Regions from separate parts of the Canis lupus genome. Here regions 2 and 3 are each linked to region 1. A link is a contact called in public Hi-C data. All regions are on one chromosome and are shown on one strand. The core of a region is the stretch at or near the end of the contact, and the rest is flanking DNA. Distances in the headings are between cores, read along the strand shown.

The links. Hi-C and Micro-C count contacts between places; a contact is called where the count stands out from the background.
Region 2: a contact with region 1 is called in a Hi-C map of skin fibroblasts, with 5 times the contacts expected there. The contact joins the promoter of LOC482987 here to the enhancer-like site in region 1. A contact is called at or near these places in 2 of 9 Hi-C or Micro-C datasets (blood and skin fibroblasts).
Region 3: a Hi-C map of liver shows a contact between it and region 1, with 4 times the contacts expected there. The contact joins two enhancer-like sites. A contact is called at or near these places in 5 of 9 Hi-C or Micro-C datasets (amygdala, blood, liver and 1 more).

The regions. Positions count from the first base shown.
Region 1 is chr17:15,646,027-15,650,351 of UU_Cfam_GSD_1.0, forward strand. It overlaps HS1BP3 (HCLS1-binding protein 3), which reads right to left. Exons shown (of 7, transcript XM_038560874.1): 3 at 566-773. Among named protein-coding and RNA genes, the nearest start is that of HS1BP3, 7.3 kb to the right of the region's middle. Within about 2 kb of position 2,460, at least 2 of the 20 cell types and tissues checked have an H3K27ac peak or open chromatin away from gene starts, as enhancers often do. A contact at or near this core is called in liver, where this site is marked.
Region 2 is chr17:15,441,088-15,445,412 of UU_Cfam_GSD_1.0, forward strand. LOC482987 (b(0,+)-type amino acid transporter 1-like) reads left to right here and starts at 2,544. Exons shown (of 6, transcript XM_038560870.1): 1 at 2,544-3,342. The coding sequence starts at 2,590.
Region 3 is chr17:15,469,730-15,474,054 of UU_Cfam_GSD_1.0, forward strand. No RefSeq gene overlaps it. Among named protein-coding and RNA genes, the nearest start is that of RHOB, 12 kb to the right of the region's middle. Within about 2 kb of position 2,027, at least 5 of the 20 cell types and tissues checked have an H3K27ac peak or open chromatin away from gene starts, as enhancers often do. A contact at or near this core is called in liver, where this site is marked.

The sequences.
Region 1 (4,325 bases), core at 1,210-3,709:
CAGCGCCAGGGGTGCTGGGTTGGGGGGTAAGTGTTAGCCAGCCTTCTAGAGCACCTCCTGCCCGGCAGGCTCTGTTGTAGGCACTTCACATGTGAGAGCTCCCTGACTTCTCACGCCACCTGGCAGCCAGGCATCCTCCCCTCTGAGAGCTGAAGAAACTGGAAGGGGGACGAGGTGGCTGTGGACACGGCCTGAAAGGGTCTGAGGTCCCCATTACTGGGCCAGCGTGGGGGGAGCCTCTGGCGGCCATACCCACCCACATCGCTGGGCCAGGTCCCCAGGCCGAGCGGGGCGGGGGTGTGTGTGTGTGTGTGTGTGTGTGTGTGTGGAGGGGTTGGGAGGGCTCTGGGGATGGCCGGGAGGGGCATGGGTGGGGTCAGTCCTCGAGGGCCGGTGCGTCTCCTCCTGCCCCTCGCCCTGGCCCACCTGCCCCAAGAGGCTGGCGGAAGCTTCCCGGCTGCAGGCAGAGGCCGCGGCACCACTCGCCTCGGCCAGGGCAGCAGGGCAGCGAGGCCTCGTTCTGGGCCAGCGGAGACCTCGGGGTTCGGGACGGAGCCTCAGGTACCTAGAAACTCTAGCAGCTCGGGGCTTCCTGCCAACTCGGCGTCCCTGGAGACACAGCGCAGAATCTCATTGAACACGGCTCTTCTTTCCCGGATGTCGGACTCCCCGACGAACAGGACCTTCTTGGGGAGCGGGGGAAGGCTGGCCGTGGGATGACGACTGCTCAGCTTCTGGTAGAACTCCTCAATCTCACTGTACTTTCTGGAGACCTGGAATGAGAGGGGCACGTGCCTCCTACCCTCTCCTCACCCCGCTCCGTCCGACAGCTACTCGGAGTCGCCCGGACAGCTGCCCCGACGGGCGCCTGGGCGTCCTCGCTCTCTGACCCCGCAGCCCCCCCCCCAGGCTCCATTCCCAACACCCCCAAGCAGCGCTAGGCTAAATGGCTGACGTCTTAGTAGCCAAAGGGAAGATACAGTCACTGTGGATTCCATTCGCTGTCACAGGTCCAGGTAGACACATCCGACACAGGGGCCCTGGCCTGGCCCGTGGGTGACCACGGAGGCTGGCTGCCTCCATTCTGGGCCCTCAGCATATTAGTGGGGTGACCTCGCGGTCTGGCCGGCTGTTAGGTCACCTTCCCACAACAGCACGAGTCACCTATTCTCAGCACAGATCTCGGATGGTTCTCCCGTGCACGAGCAGCAGCCTTCTGGTGGGGACGGTCCCTACAGTGCTCATGTGGAGAAGGAGCAGCTGTGGTACGGCTGTTTGTCGGCGCTGCTGTCAGCCAGGACCCCACTGCACCCTGGGACTCCAGGGACGCAGGCCACTCGAGTCACCCTGAGAGCGCACTCAGTTTCCGGCTGAGTTTGCTCTGTGAGAGGTCACCCCAGCATGGTCTCTGCCCCACAAGGCTCGGGCCTCATGTGGAGCGAGCAGCTGTAACACGGGGTGGTGGTGGCATCGCTGTAGTCTGTGTAGCCCAAGGTGGGCTCTCTAAGAGGCCCCCTGCCCTGAGCCACATACCCCAGCACTCCCAGCGTCCTCCCCTGTCTTGGACCCTGTGCTCTCCCTGTATGCTAGACCTGTCTCCCCGGCTCCTCCGAGGGAGCATGGGGCATGGAGCGTGCAAACACGGATACTCCCACTTCTGCTCCCAGGCCAGGGCTGTGTCTGCAAGCACAGCACTACTGAAATGCCGGTGTGGCCGATGGACTGGGGGCGGGGGGCAGGGGGAGGGGGCCAAGGCAGGTGGGTGGAGGTGCTGACATGAGACCTGGCAACCCCGGTGCACAGCTGTGTCAGTGCACGCGCCCTGGCTAACCAGAACTCTCACCAGTCCCCCCAGCCTGTGAGAGTCTCAGAGGCCGGCAGGTGTTTGGGGCGGAATTAGGATCTGAGCGCCCGGGGCCCCACACATACACTGAGGGGTCATCTGGGACAGGAGGCTGCAGCCTGCAGTTGTCAACACCAGGGCCTGGCTCTGGAGCTTTCCTGAGAACAGCCCTCGAGGAAAGGTAAGAGGATCCTTTCACAGAAGTGATGCAGGCTCTAATCCCTGGTGCTCCTGAGGATGGTGACTCCAGCCAGGCTGACTCAGCCCAGGCCTGAGCGGAGTTCTGACCCTGAGGGCTGAGCGCCCTCTGCTGGCCTGACAGCGCCATGCGGGCCCAGCCCCCGGACCCACCAGGACTGGGGGCCTGGAAGCTTTGAGTCTCCAGAGCTCTGATGCTGATGGTGCGAGGGGGCGGGCAGTTTTAAGTCAGGGTGTCACCCCATCCAGGGCCCACATTTAGCAGTGTTCCAAAGCCAGGGCTTTTCATGTGGCTGCCTGAACAGCAGCAAGAGGAGGCTAAGAGAGAGGCAGGGAGTGCAGAGGGCGGGAGCTCCTGTTTATCTGGCGCGTCCACGTGCAGGGTAGACGGCACTGCTACCCGGAGTCTCTGGCGAGAGTGTGTGTGCCTGTGCCACCAGCACACGTGGAGTCCGCCAAAGAGCAAGCGTACACAGTGCCCCTGTCTGGGGGCTGGTTTTACTTTCTGATCAGCAATTAAATTCATTTTTCTATTAAAACATGTATATCCGGGGACCCCTGGGTGGCTCAGCGGTTTGGCACCTGCCTTCAGCCCAAGGCGTGATCCTGGAGTCCCGGGATCGAGTCCCGTGTCAGGCTCCCTGCATGGAGCCTGCTTCCCCGGCCCCCTGCCTGTGTCTCTGCCTCTCTTTTTCTCTCTGTCTCTCATGAATAAATAAATAAAATCTTTAAAAAAAAATGTATATCCTTTTCAGAAATAGAATGCAAAACGCTTTTTTTCTTTTAAGCTAAATCTCAAAACTTCAGAGATTTTCAGGCTTTGGGTTGCATCCCCAGATTTCATGGGGCGTAAATGCATGCTTCTCTGCTCTCACAGGTGGTTCAAATGCCTGAGAAGCACCTGCACGAATGGCCACGCAGGCACGCACACACACCCTCTGCAGGGTGTGGGTGTCACTGGTCAGAAAAGTGGCACTGGTGTGATGCGTGGAGGTATAGAGACATCTTCACGCACAGCCTCACACGTAAGGCTGGCCCTTGGCATGGGACAAGCAGGCTGGCGTGGATGCTCCTCAGAGCTCCCAGAATGCTGTTTCCATTATTGACCAAAAGTCAATCCAAGTAGCAAATGAAAGACTTTTAGACATCATGCTCTTTTAGATGTTTCCGGTGTGTTAAGTATCCCTCAAAGAAACACCTGTGCCATACATTTTTATCTCCTGAGAAGGGGATACCTCTGCTACCAGGTCACCAGGGCCAGGTAATTCACTGTTTCCCTTTCTGTCTTGGCTGCCAGGAGATTCAGAACCCTCCATGTGCAAAGCTGTGGCTACTGATCCCGTCTATACCACAGGGCGCTTGTTCATTTTACCTTTATCTTAAAGCTTTTTTTTCCCTTAGCTCCTGTGACTCCTCGACTTCTCTCCCCGTGGCCTCAGCAGCTCCTCCCTCTCCATGACTGTCCCCGGGCTGCTGTGTCTCTGGGGTTCCCTCCTAAACCCTCCCCTCCGCCCTTCACATCCACCTACTCCCAGGCTTTCAACCTCACCTCTAAGCTGACGTCTCCCAAACCTGTGTCCTAGGCCTTCACAGTCCACCCCCCCCGCCAGACCTGCCCCTCTGCACCTTACTTCCGTTGGTGCGGATGGACGGTCAGTCAGCAGATGACACACCCGTTACCTTGGAGATATTTTACAACTGTCTGCCTCCCCCTCACACCAACCATGACCGGCCTGCCTTTGGCCCTCCCCTGGGGCAGCACTGGCCCCGTACCTGGGCCCCTTGTCCCTGCCCCTGCCTGGTTCCGTCCAACCCAACTTTACTCCCCTCCAGATGGGCCAGGGAGTCACTCCCCTACTGAAAACTCCTCCTTGGCTGCAAGATGAGTCAGGCTCCCTACGTGCCCTCCATGACCTGGACTCTGCCCGTCGCCTCCCGCTTCCTCCAGGATGATACTCAACTGTGGGCAGCTCCCCGCGCACAAAACCCTGCGCCCGCCCCGCTGAGGCTGTGCCCTCCGCCCGGACACCCTTCCCCGGCTGTGCAGCTCTACTCGCTCAGCCCTCAATCTTCTGAGAAATCCTCCAGAACATTTCCCGAGGTGGGTCAGGTGCCTCTTCACATGCCCACAGCCCCTTGTGCTCCCGGCACGGCCTGCATCTCTTTACAGGTCTATCTCCACGGACCAGAAGCTCCTGATCTGTCCTTGTGCACTTACTGCCCGACCGGCCCTGGCCCTCTCAGGCCCCACATCCTGATGCCGCTCACGCCTTGTGGCGGGTGT
Region 2 (4,325 bases), core at 1,294-3,793, 200 kb before region 1:
TGCTGGCTGGTTCAAGCTCCTTAGCCTGGCATTTAGGGTCCTCCTCTTTAGACACACTACTTGATAAGATGAATTATTCAAAGCAATTTTTATGTTCTCATAATGTTCTTCAGGTCCTTCTACATCTCTGTAGTAAAGAATTTATCCTTGCCCAAAGAGAGGTCTGGCCCTTGCCCTCAGCTTCAAGGAGGTAATCCCTAAGCCTTTGGAATGCCATGCTTGATTGCAGTGTCTTTATTTGCCAGGGGGCCTTGGACAAGCCAGATAGTAACGATGTGATTTTTGGATGAGGGCTTTGGGCCATGAAATATCAGCTTGATCTCCTGAGGGTCTAGAAACTGAAGCCAGCCACATGAGCAGTCAACTCTGTCTGTGTGATAGAAGCCCAATAAAGAGTGGGCACCAAGGTTCTGGTGAGCTTCCCTGGTTGGCAATGTGATGTGCTTATTGTCACACGTTAATGCCCGGAGAATAATGCTGTCCTGACTCCACAGGGAGAAAAGAACCAGAGGTTCTATGTTTGTATTCTCTTGGATTCCGCTCTGTGTTTCCTCCCTTGGCTGACGTTAATCTGGATCCTTTAAGTGTAATAAAACATAACTTGAGTATAAAAAGCTTTTTGTGAGTTCTGTGAAGCTTCATAGCAAATTATTGAACGTAAGGATGTCTTGGGAACCTCCAAACTTTCCATTGGTGTTAGATGTGAGGCTGGTCTTGTGCACTGTCCTCTGACTCTGCAGTTGGTATCTGCTGTCAATAGCTCCTGGAGAAGAAAGGGGTTATTTGTTACATAAGCTATCGCCAGGAAGGAAGCTGATTTTCTTTCCTGAGCTTCCAGGACTCTGTTCTTTCTTATCTTCTTTTCCTAATTCTTCTAGCTCTTTTTTTTTTCTTAAGATTTTATTTATTTATTCATGAGACATACACACACACACACACACACACACACACACAGAGGCAGAGACACAGGCAGAGGGAGAAGCAGGCTCCCTGTGGGGAGCCTGATGTGGGACTCAATTCCGGGGGCCCCAGGATCACGCCCTGAGCTGAAGGCAGATGCTCAACCGCTGAACCACCCAGGCATCCCCAGTTCCTTTTCTTCTTAATTACTTCCCTGCCTTGTCCTCTCTCTTCTTACTGGGTAGGAATCTTGAAGGACTTCCTTCTGAATCTTGGACAGCCTTCTCTTCAGGATCTTCTGAAGAAAATGGCCCTACATTTTATTTTCTTTCTTTCTTTCTTTCTTTCTTTCTTTCTTTCTTTCTTTCTTTCTTTCTTTCTTTCTTTCTTTCTTCTTTTTCTTTCTTCTTCTTCTTCTCTTTCTTTCTTTCTTTCTTTCTTTTCTTTGATTTTATTTATTTACTTGACAGAGAGAGAGAGAGAACAAGAGGGAGAGGGAGAAGGAGAAGGAGAAGGAGCAGCAGACTCTCCGCTGAGCAGCTGGACATGGGGCCCAATCCCCAGAATTGGAGATCATGACCCGAGCCTTAGGCAGACACTCAACCGACTAAGCCACTCAGGTGGTCCTCAGTGACCTTTCTAACACAACACTGGTAAAGGTTCTAGAACTCAAGATTCTAAAAATATAAGGGAGAGTTAACAAAAAAGTTATATACTATATCCTAAAATGAACATTATTTATAAACCAATGAAATATGCATTTAAATATATATACATATATAATATTCATATATATAATATATATTATATATATATATTTGAAACTAGGGAACTAATGATACTCTTTGCCACATAGTAATGAGTAACATTTAAGGAAAGCCTGCTGCTATATTTCATCTACTATTCGAGCTACTTTGAATGGACTATGCTATTTAATCCTTAGAGTAACCATGTGTGGTGGATACTGTGATTAATTGACAGATGAGTAGGGTGAGATTCAGAGACCTCATCTGAGTTCACACAACTGTGAGGGACTAGAGCTGGGATTTGAACGCAGGATCCCATTCCAGACCTTGTACTTCACTTTTAACCACCTGCTCCCTTCCTGCTAGGGGCACAGGCTCTGTTCTGCACTATGTGAATCCTCTTCTTTGATCATCTTAGTTCTTTCTTAAAACAGGATTCATGCAATTTTGTTTTATTTTATTTTTAGGATTCATGAAATTTTAATTGGAATCTTCATAAAATAGGGGTTGTATTGCTTGGCTGATAAACTACTGCAGAGATTTTTTTTTTTTTTTTTTTTTAGGTTCCTGATGTGCAGTTTTTCAGCATTCTTACTGTTGGCACAGAGCACTCATCCAACTCTTATTCCACACACAGTGTTGTGGAATTGGGCAGCAGCAGGGATTTCTACCAAATCCCTCTCTCCTTTTCTTGATCTTTCCTGGGTTACATTGGCAAATAGCTCCTGCAAATTGCCTGTGCTGGAGTGTGAGTCAGACAGGGACGGGTAGATCAGTGAAGGCTCAGTCCCTTCTAAATGCCATGCCTTGATTGTCTGGTCTGTGGTTCAGCCTTCCCAAAGCATTGTGTAATCATTAACTCCTGCAGGAAGCCCACAAGACAATTACCTATCAGAGCATCTGCTTCTGCTCAACTAGACACAACAGCTATTGAAGTCCTGAGATGGAGAGAAGTCAGGAAAGAGATGGTGGTGAGGGGGTGGCAGGACGGGAGCCAGACGGTGCGGGGCTAAGGCTGAGGAGGGAGATTGGCTTGTGGAGTGCCGTGTCCCTGATTGCAGGCTGTATGATCGGCTCTGGCATCTTCATGTCCCCACAGGGGGTCTTGGTCTATGTGGGCAGTCCTGGGGCCAGTCTCGTGGTCTGGGCAGTCTGTGGTCTCCTGGCCATGATGGGTGCCCTGTGCTATGCTGAGCTGGGGGCCCTGGTTCCCAAATCTGGCGGGGAGTATGCCTATATCTTGCAAATCTTTGGTTCCTTGCCAGCCTTCCTGGTTATCTACACATTTGTGCTGTTGGTCAGGCCAGCTGCCATTGCCGCCGTCTCTCTGAGCTTTGCTGAGTATGCAGTGGCTCCCTTTTACCCGGGCTGCTCCTCGATGCCCCAAGCCGTGCTCAAGGCTGTGGCTGCCATCTGCATCCTGCTGCTGACGTTGGTCAACTGCTGGAGCTCGCGGCTGGCCACCATGCTGATGAATGTGTGCACGGTTGCCAAAGTATTCTCGTTGCTGGTCATCGTGGGGGGTGGGGCTGTGGTGCTGGGCCAGGGCCGTGGCTACACGGAAGCCTTTCTGTTTGCCTTCCACAATACCACGCAGCAGGCCGGGCGCATCGGCATGGCCTTCTACCAGGGCCTGTGGTCCTTTGATGGCTGGAATAATGTCAACTATGTATTGGAGGAGCTCAAGAATCCAAAGGTGAGTCCGTGATCCTTCTTCAGAGGGTGAAATCTCCAAACATCAGCAATTCCAATTATTGTTATTTGAGCTGACTAAAACCATGAGAAATCAGCTGAAAGTGGGGGCTCCCTTTTTGCAGTCATGCATGCCAGCCCACTGTCTAGCTTAATTTGTTTGTGGAATTATATGAATCATAACTTCTCAAGTGGGCACAGAATTTTATCGGATCACACCAAGGGTCTCATTTGCCCTGTGAGGTAGGTACAGTCCCCCTCTATTTTTCACATGAGATGTAGAAAGGGGGAAGTGATTCTGAGGTCATACCACCAGCGAGAGGCCATGCTTGGTGACTCAGCTTGTTATCTGTCCTGATAGTTGAACATGTGGACTTTTGAGTTACTATGGTAATTAACCCTTTGCTGTAAATATATTTGCTTAGTTTGCTACTTGTTTTCTGCTATTTCCTGCAAGAGTCTTTAATTCTCAGAGAATGAGAACTGAGTCTTTTCCTCCACATTCTCAGGGCTGGCTCAGGGGTCATTACACGTCTCAGCTCTCAATAAAGGCTCCCTGGGGAGTGGGGGTGAGGTTTGGGAGAATTTGGGAGGAAAAAAGGAGCTTGGAGACCGAAGTCCAAGAGCAGAGAGAGATGAGTGAGGGCCAAGAGTCCTGGGACCAAGCTTTTATTCTGGTATATAAATTCTTGTGCTTCAGTTCCTTACCTGTGAAACGGGATCATAATTAGCTGCTCCATTTACCTGATGAGGCTTTAAGGTATCAAATGGCATAATCATTGTGGATGGAGTGCCATCAACAGCTGTCAGTTCAGGTGAATGGTTAGTGTGTGCTCAGGTTGGCTCTGGGGCAGGGTATGGGCTACAGGGTGGGGACACCAACTGGCTCATTCAGTTCACAGGTGTAGACTACTCTCCTTCGGAACCCAGGCCCTGGGCTCAAAGCTGATCCCAGGAAAGAGCAAGGGGCCCAAAGATGAGTGAGAC
Region 3 (4,325 bases), core at 777-3,276, 180 kb before region 1:
CCAGGGTGGAAGTGGGAGGTAGGGTCGTTGTGCTCATTTCATATGCCCTTGGCTGCAATTTCTAAATTTGAAATGTAACCTAAGATTCTTGTCCTATGAAAAGCTCCTTCCGGGATCCCTGGGTGGCGCAGCGGTTTGGCGCCTGCCTTTGGCCCAGGGCGCAATCCTGGAGATCTGGGATCGAATCCCACGTCGGGCTCCCGGTGCATGGAGCCTGCTTCTCCCTCTGCCTGTGTCTCTGCCTCTCTCTCTCTCACTGTGTGCCTATCATAAATAAATAAAAATTAAAAAAAAAAAAAAAGAAAAGCTCCTTCCTGTGACAAAGGCCTATTTCCTAGAGACTCTTCTGTATGTACATATTGGCCTATCCAATTGGTCAGTGCAGCAATTAAAAAAAAAAAATTCAACTGAGTAAATTTAAAGATCTAATTGGTTTCAATTAACAATTCATGAATCAGGCAGCATCCCATCTAGCAGATCAAAGAAAGCTCTGAAGGGCTGTACAAAATGAAAGGCTTTTACAGGCAGAAGGTGGCAGGAAAAGGACGTTTCTAGCAAAGAGTGGATTGTTTCAGGCAAGGTCACTTCCCTACGGGGCTTGGAAGGGGTCTATTGAGCAGATTACCTCACTAGTGCTAGGGTAATTACTAGGGTAATTTCAGATCAACCTGAAGGTTACATTCCTTGGAGAGGCTGAAACTACATTTAGGTTAGATGTTAAGTCTGGTTTGCTGACATGAGGCTTAAGCACAAGTAACTCCATTTGGAGCTGTTGTCTCTTTTTAAAAACAATTGTAGCAGAAAAAACTTGGAAATAGCCCAAATGCCCAACAACAAGGGAATGCATAAATATTTACAAAGTGGAATACCATGTAGGCAAAATGAATGAATAAGAACTTCATGTATTAACATAACCAAATCTCAAAAAAAAGCACTGAATAAAAACAGAAAATTGCAGAAGTTCTATAAAGCACAACATCATTTGTATAAAGATTTAAAACATGCAAAACACTACCATGTATCTTTAAGACACATTTGTGTCTACTAAATGAATAAATATATGCGTGGGGATATTAAACAACATATTTGAGAGAAGGAGGGTGAGGAACAGGATTGAGGAGGGGTACCCCGTAGTGTCATCTGTACCAAAATGATTTGGTATATTTTAGAGAAATTCACAGCAGATTTTTTTCTTTTTGCCGAAAGCTGGGTAGCAGATTTATTCTTTATATTTTTCTTATGCTTGAACCATTATGTGATAAAAAATATAAAAGCCCCCCCTTCCCTATTCCTATCGGTCAGTTCTATCTTTCCTACAGTCTAATCACTTCAACACTGGCTTCCTGGCAGCCCTCTGCCACCACGTGGGGTGAAGTAATACAACATAAGAGGTCCATGGCATGCCTAATTTTATTTTATGACAATAGAGCTTTAAGTCAAGGGAGGGTTTCAGAGAGAAAGGAAAGAGAATTGCCTCCAGGGAGTGCTGTTTTCCCAGTGTGAGCTCAAGAAATGATTACAGAGGGAGTGAATGATTCTGGCAGGACTTCCTGTACTGGCTGTGCCCTGAGAGGCCTGCCAGGCTCTCATTAGCCATGGCAGCCACTGGCTGTAAGGTGCAAGGTCAAAGCTTGATGAAGACATCATGGAGTGTTTACTTGTGCAGACACACTGCCTGATTGGAGAAGCACATCTAGAGGCCTGCTTCTGGAAGTGGGGAGGGAAAGGAGGATGGGGGACGATTTAGGAAACATGCTTCAGGAAGGGAGTGAACGAAATGGTATTCACAACCCAAGAGTTCTGGAGTCACTCCTGTGTGTGATGGGGCAACTAGAAAACCCTTGACCCAGACGAGCCTAGAAATAGCAATGCGTTTTCATGGTCCTCCAACCACCGTAGTAGGTGGTAGCTGTCCACCAGCACAGATTGCTCAATGGAATTTGGTTTTGACATTTACTGGCAGTGCATCCTTAGGCAAGTGGTTTAAACTCTCTAATCTCTGCTTCTTTATCTCTAACTGGTAGGATAATAATAGTTTAGTACAAATAAAACTGGCTGGCTCAGTTCTAGCTCAGCTCTGTCGCTTCTAGAGGATACATAACTCCAGCTGAAAAAGATTTTTGAAGATAAATATAAATATAAATATAAATATATCTCCCAAAGAAGTGCCAAAGGGGAGCTATAGTATAAAACACATAATAGAAATTCCCTAAACATCCTCTTTTTTTTTTCTTTTTAAAGATTTTATTTATTTATTTATTCATGAGACACACAGAGAAAGAGGCAGAGACACAGGCAGAGGGAGAAGCAGGCTCCCTGTAGGGAGCCCGATGTGAGATTTGATCCCAGGACCCTGGGATCACGACCTGAACCTTAGGCAGATGCTCAACCACTGAGACACCCAGGCGCCCCCCCACCCCCCCAAACGTCCTCCTAACCTAGCAAATTCCCCAGAGTTCTGTCTTCAAGGCTGCCTGTCACCAAATTCTCTTCTCTTATCCCCACTTCTCTCTTGACCACTTTTCTGACCTCTGGACAAGTTGTTTTTTTCTGGAAGAAGCTCCAGGACCATCAAAAATGTAAGTCAATTCAGCCTTTCAGCTCCTTTCAATTTACTCCCCACTAATGATCAGAGGAAGAGCCTGTGGTCCAGCAAGCAAACCCAGAATCCCCTCAAAAGGAGTGAGAAGGAGGAGGCTACTGAATAGGCTGTCAATATTAACACCTTTTGTCAATATTGACACGTTGCTCAGGCTTGTTGTGACGATAAGATGAAATAACACATGTCAAGAACTTAACAGTAGCTAACACTATGTCCCCAAACTTAGTTATGAAACCTACTGTTATAATCATCCTTGGCATTATTATTTCTAGGGACTTACTTTGTTTGCATTTCAAGAACATCAGCCAAAAGTTTAAAAGGAAGTTCTAAATTCAACTGTGATCAAGAGATTGCAGAGCATTCCCCATTTGAGATGTGCTGCCCTCTGCTCTCCTCTAACCATGAGTAGGAACGTGGCGGAAGTTGATTCACAGAGATTGGAGGGACTGTTGGGCAGCCTCTCATGATTCTGGGAGCCCACCGAAGGGCCTTGCCTTTCCCCAGGTCTTCCCTTGGGTGCTGGCCTGGATGTTGGAGTGTTCTACATTCTCTCTGCTCCGTATGGACTCTCCTGGGCAGCTCAGAATCCATTCCACCCATGATACTGTGGTGACACCACCTCTGCTGGTGAGTCCCATTCTGTGGCCTGTCCTGCACAACTATCCAGTCTGAAGGGGCAGGGTTGAGACTATCCTTGGAGTAGTGACCTGACCTCAGGAGTGTCCCTTAAGAAGGGTATAGGCAAAACACTGTGTGTTCAGAGGCAGACTCCTAGGAAGGCAGCCAGAGCCTGCAGAGAGGGGTTATATGGACCAGAACTGCCTGGATACGAGCAGACTTGGAGAATGAGTCATTTTCCAAAAATTGAAGGGCTGTCCTATGACGAGGTTGTAGATTCCTCTGTGTCACCTTGGACACAGCTTCCAGGAGCTACAGGACGGGTCTTCTCCCATCACACAGTCTAAGTGAGGAATGGCTGTTCCCCTGGCCTGTCAGTGGGGGAGTACGTGTGCATGTATTGATGGGTGGGGGCAGGACAAGCAGAAGCTGGATGACCCCTCAGGAATGACAGCTAACAGTTTCTAGGTACTTAGCATGTGCCAGGCACTGTTCTTTTTTTTTTTTTTTAATATTTTATTTATTTATTCATGAGAGACACAGAGAGGGAGGCAGAGACACAGGCAGAGGGGGAAGCAGCCTCCAGGCAGGGAGCCCAATGTGGGACTTGATCCCGGGTCTCCAGGATCAGACCCTGGGCCGAAGGCAGGTGCTAGATCACCGAGCCACCCAGGGATCCCCAGGCACTGTTCTAAATGCTTTACATGCAATAACTCATTTAACACACAAGAGCCCAGTGAGGGAGGCACTATTAACGCCCCGATTCATAGCTGAGAAACTGACGCAGAAGGAGATGATGCTCAGGACTACCCAGATAGTAAGCTGCAGACCCAGGTGAAGCTGCAGGCCCGCCGCACAGCATGTGCTCACCTGAACCACCACCACCACCATGCTTCCTCTAGCTCTGTAGGCGGAGGACAGGCCGAGGCCAGTGCTTCTCAGACTTGACTGTTTTTATGAATCCCCTGGATACTTTGTAGAGCTCTAGGTTCTGATTCTGTAGAGGCCCGGGGTGGGCTGGGGCCTGAGACTCTCTATCTCCAACAAGCTTCCAAGAAATGCTAATGTTGCTGGTCCATGAACCACACTTGGAGTAGTACAAGCC